2 separate regions of the Gossypium hirsutum genome follow, and region 1 is linked to region 2. A link is a contact called in public Hi-C data. All regions are on one chromosome and are shown on one strand. Each heading gives the region's core, a stretch centred on a gene start, on an enhancer-like site or on the middle of the called end of the contact. The rest is flanking DNA. Distances are from core to core; before and after follow the strand shown. Region 1 holds the start of LOC107952895 (transketolase, chloroplastic). Region 2 holds the start of LOC107952906 (proteasome subunit beta type-1).

What was found. A called contact is a pair of places that touch in the nucleus more often than the background predicts.
Region 1: a Hi-C map of leaf shows a contact between it and region 2, with 2.1 times the contacts expected there. The contact joins the promoter of LOC107952895 here to the promoter of LOC107952906 in region 2. A contact is called at or near these places in 3 of 34 Hi-C or Micro-C datasets (all in leaf).

Annotation. Positions count from the first base shown.
Region 1 is chrA07:35,374,765-35,377,464 of Gossypium_hirsutum_v2.1, forward strand. LOC107952895 (transketolase, chloroplastic) reads right to left here and starts at 1,272. Exons shown (of 7, transcript XM_016888097.2): 1 at 365-1,272; 2 at 169-259; 3 at 1-65. The coding sequence starts at 859.
Region 2 is chrA07:35,042,317-35,045,093 of Gossypium_hirsutum_v2.1, forward strand. LOC107952906 (proteasome subunit beta type-1) reads left to right here and starts at 1,500. Exons shown (of 7, transcript XM_016888112.2): 1 at 1,500-1,737; 2 at 1,869-1,976; 3 at 2,685-2,766. The coding sequence starts at 1,691.

The sequences.
Region 1 (2,700 bases), core at 22-2,521, 330 kb after region 2:
AGCAGCCAAGTGTTTCTCAGCAAGAGCCAATCCAACAGCATTTGCAATACCCTGACCAAGAGGCCCTGGGGAAAAAAAAAGCCACATTTAAATACATATATTTGCTTTATGTTTAGTATGATATTATCAAAAAAATTACGATCACTTCAGCAGAGGAGTCTTACTAACCAGTTGTGACTTCAACTCCTGGTGTTTCAAAGTTCTCGGGATGTCCAGGGGTTCTGCTTCCCCACTGACGGAAACTCTTCAAATCTTCTTCCTAAAGGATAATCCATGATTATGAATTTTGATCATTTCCCAAAAAACCAAAGCTCTCAAAATAGAAATTACTTAAAAGGAAAGAGAGAATATGAAAGAAGCTTGCCAGGACACTGTCGTAACCAGCGAGGTGAAGCAGAGCATACTGCAACATACAACCATGACCAGCGGACAGAATGAAACGGTCACGGTTGAACCAGTAAGGGTTCTTGGGGTTATACCTCATGACTTCATCGTACAAAATGTGACCCATGGGAGCACAGCCCATGGGCAACCCAGGATGACCTGAATTCGCCTTCTCGACCGCATCAATAGACAAGAATCTGATGGTGTTGACGGATTTCTCGACCAAGGAAGTCTCGGCGGCGGTGCCAATTGTTTCGACGGCAGCAGCACGGACCTGGCGCTTGTGGTTGGAGCGGGAGGGAAGGCGTCGACGGGAAGAGGAAGCGCGAGGGATAGAAGATTTGAGGCCAGAGAAACCGGGAAAAGAGAGAGTGGAGAGGGAGGGGCGGTGGTCGGAGGATTGGGCGGAGGCATGGGAAGAGATAGCGCGAGAGAGGAGGGCTTGAGATAGGTTGACAGATGAAGTAGAGGCCATTGTTGATTGAGAGGGTGAGGATAGTGAAGGGACCCCTCTTTGTTTGATAAATGTAGAGTTAGGCAAAGTATAATAGCCACCAACTCTCTTTGATCTTCTCGTCTACACAAAGGGACAAATAGTGTGAGCTGACCGTTAGATTCCAACATCCCTTATATCTCCACCATTGCTTGTGGGTAACGATTTCAGATCGCTCTCTCTGCCTTTCATTCTTTTTTCTTTTTTTACTAAAAGATATTCTGGAGAAATAAATTCTTAAACTTTAGGCCACTGATGGAAAATTTTGCACTCCTTGCTGCATTATTCATGCAATCAAATCCACATGTGCAGTTACGCATGCCAAGTAAACACAGACGGGAACTTCATCTAAAACAGCTCTGTATGTTGTAGAAATTCCATAAATGCAAAGGTACAAATATAAACAATAACAATATATCTATAAGTAATGTTTTTTTAACCGGATCGATGGTCGAACTAGTCAAGCCACTAATTTATTTGTCTGATTAAAATATTATTAAAAAGATTAAAAATTTTGGTTCAATCGTCAGTTTAACCGATTCAAATCCATCGGATTTTTAATCGATTCAACTGGTTCGTATTAATTCCTAATCTAATTGGTTCAAAATCATTTTTCAAACCGATTGGTTCGGTCTGATTCAAATAACATTATCTATAAGGTTATTATTTTTTAACTTTGATATTGTGATTTTTTTTGTCATTTATCCATATAGGTTTTTTTCCAAAAGTTATTCTTAAATATATTTTTAGGGTATCTTGATATTACAAATGTCGAGTTTGGTTGTAAGTGTCGAATAGCATGAGCAAAATTTGTCACATTCGATCTAGTAGATTCAGGTTAGTGGACCAGGTGTCCAAATTGGATCTCAAAACTAATTTCAAAAATTGTGGTCTAAGATTAGGTTCGGTAATTTGGGATTAAGTGATCAGAAATAATTTTTCCTTAAAACAGTTTTCAAAAATAAGTTTGGATTTAAGAATAATTAAGAAAAAAAAATTTAATTAAAAGAGGGTTAATTTGTAAAAAATGTCAAATTTAAGAGTTGCCCAAAAAAAATTATACCAAAGATTTGAAAATCAGTTTTGTTCCCATGACTATAAAACCAACTCACCTTTTTCTTCCGTCATTCTCTCCATTTTAAAAATTTGCCAAACAAAAATCTGCACATTTTCTCTCCAAAACAACTAACCTCCTTGATTTTCTCTTCTGCCAAAAACAAAATTTCCTCTCAATTTTCGAGAAAACTCTCAAAATCTTCACCAATTCTCTCATTCTTTTCTAGTTCATTTTTCTTTTCCAATCAAGGTGAGATTCTGTTTCTTGACTATACTTCCATGCATGTTGCTTTTTCAAATCAAGATTTGATCATTTAAAATGAGATTTCTATGGATCTAAAGATTTAAGTCGAAATTGAGATCTAAAATGGTGAAATTAGTATTTCCAAGCTAAACTTTAATTTCTAAATGATTTCCATCTTATTTTGATATGATTAAGAGATTTATAATCTTATTTTAGCAAATCGTTACGAGATTTTAAAGATTTGATGGTTTTCCCTCTTAAATGTTCATATGTGATGATTTTCCAGAAAACTTAATCTGAGATTTTAAGTGTTCTAAGTGGTTAGGATCTATTCTAAAATGATTATGAAGATTATTAGAATCAGGTTTAAGCAATGGGAACAAGTATTGATCAAGATATCTAAGATTTCAATAAATTTAGTTAAATTTTCGGCTTATGAGAAGGTAGTCTGGACCTGCATTTTTGTTAAGTTTTTGATGTGTTTGTGGTTGTTAATGATCATATTGTGTTATGTTTAATGTGT
Region 2 (2,777 bases), core at 250-2,749:
GAGAACCTATATGAAAATTCAATAAATTTATACACTTGGTTCATCTATTCTATTAATTTCTAGCCAAATCGTTTATAACGTAACTAGCACAGTAACTTAATGAACTTGGAGTATAATACTTCCGGCGATAACCTAATTAACCAAAAATTCTCAATACTCTTACCAATCTATTTTCTTCTTGCAACTCAACACATTCTAAATTCAATCCTTACATAATATTCTAACGTCTAATATGCGCTCTATACATCAAGAACAACAATTGGGCGGATAGAGTCGCTTTTCACAGATTACTCCCAGCCTACTCACTAGAACTTAGGACCCGCCAAAACTGAGTGTTACAAGTTTGTTGGGGACAAACTTGTTTAAGCAATGAACAAGTAAAATAAACAAAAAAATTAAAAAGTTGAACACAAATTTTACGTGAAAAAAATCCTTAAAAGAGGATTAAAAAACCATGGGCAAAAAGAGATTTCACTAATATATAAAATGAGTACAAAGATGCAGAGAATCAAAAGAAAAAAACTAGAAACCCTGAAAAAATCTTTCAAACTCAAAACATATAATTCTCTTAATCCGTAATTTTTTATATTGTTTAAACTTATAGTAACTAAGGCCTATTTATAGGTTAAAATTCGTAATATTTATGACTAGAATATCCCTAAGTTAATCAGAATTTAAGTGGAAAACTAAAACAAAGTTTAATTGAGAGAAGAAAATTGAGAAACTTGAGGAACACGTCGTCACATCGTGATGTGGCTTTTGCATTGTCGGGACGAAGAATGATTGTGTCGTCGGGAGAAAAGTCTTCTTCTCATCGTGACGTGGGCTACTCATCGGGACGATGAGTCTTCCCTTGTTGCAATGTCACTGACTGTTTTGATCGAAATGCGAGGCATATTTCCACAAAAGCAATAAAGAACAATTAGCTTTTGGAGTCAAAATTGTGGTGGAAAAGTCAAACACAAAAGCTGAGATTTAGGTGATTTTGACTTTTGCGTTTGGAAGCAAAAAGTATATAAAAAAATAAATTAAATTATAATTTATGTATCATTATATTAAATTATTTAAATATTTCATTTATTGTTATATTAAATTATTTAAATAGTTTAATATTATGTTTAAGTTTTTAAAATATTTTATACATCATTAATATTACAAATAATTTATATTAATTACTTAAAAAGTGTTTAAAAATTATACTTTATGTATCTTTATATTGAATTATTTAAACATCATATTACTAAACTAATTTTTAACTTTCTACTATGATGTTAAAAAAAAACATTTTAACCTTCAACCAAAATTTTTGACAACAATAAAGAAGACTAAAATTTAATAAACAATACTTTTTCACAAAACTTTTCTATCTCACTTTTGAAAAGCTCTTTTGAAAACTATTTTTCAACCGAAAAAAAAAACTACCTCTTAATTGAATTTCTTTTCAACCAAAAGAAAAAAAAAATCTCTTTTATTGAGCATTTTCACAAGCGTCCGAATATGATAGTGTCAGGTCGAAATGGCTTGGGTTTAGGCTCTATGGGCCTAAAACCCGATCCAAACCCCTAAAAGTTCTTTTTTGAAAAAAAAAAAAATTTCTTGTTCGCGAAGCCAAAAATAAATCTGCGGAATAAAAGTTCTCTCAAATTGTGCAGTCTTTATTTTCTCTTCGGTCGACCTTTACTCTTTCACCATGCCTAAGGAGCAAGCTAACTGGTCACCTTACGACAACAATGGAGGGTACTTTCTTTTTTCCTCTCAACCTATAAATCACGCTTCTTCTTCTTCTTCTTCTTCTTCTTTTTTCAATTTGGTTTCGTTATTTATTGATGTTAATGTTATGCTTTTCTTTTTTTGGATGTAATTTGCAGATCTTGCGTTGCAGTTGCCGGCGCCGATTACTGTGTAATCGCTGCTGATACTCGGATGTCGACGGGTTACAATATTCTCACCCGTGACTACTCAAAAATCTGTAAATTGTAAGTTGTTGAGTGCAATCTCTTGATTTTTACATGGAAAAATGAACTAGAAAAATTTCTGAAAGTAATAGAACATTGATGTGGAAGGTATCTAATAATTTATTCTGAAGGTGATAGCCTATGATTTTTTTTTTATTTTTTTTAAAGAGGCATTTATTTTTCTTGCATAAGAATTTTTAAAGTCCTAATTAACAGGAATGTCAAGTTTTAATTTTTAATTACTGGTTAGCTGCGTTGAATAGAAGGCCGATTCTTGGTTAGAAACTAAGAAATTTTTGAAATTTGCTAAAAATGTTTGTTGTCCAAGGGATGTTTAAAGGTACTTTTGCCTCCAACGGTTGAAAAGAAAGGACGCTATAATTGATTTTACAGTTAAAGGAAAGGTATAGAATTCGCTTGTTTTCCGGCTAGCGATGGTCATATGTTTGATGATGGCTATTTGAGTGATATTTTTATTGCTATGGAACTGTAGAGGGAAGGAAGATACTTGTTTTCATGACAAAATAGTTTAGTAAAGAAAAGGATAAGAATGGACTATGATCTGCTGTATTCATATTTGGAAGAGAATGGTAAATATTTAAACAATGGCACTTTAGTTGGTGAATTTTAAGTGTTAATAGAAATAACTTGACTTGAAATTTTTTTCTGCTTTTTTCTGTCTTTCTTCTTTTCAGTTTCTAATCAGTGCCTTTTACTTTTACATTGCAGAGCAGATAAATGCGTTATGGCATCCTCAGGATTTCAAGCTGACGTGAAGGCTTTACAAAAGCATCTGGCAGCTAGGCACTTGGTAAGCTTTCA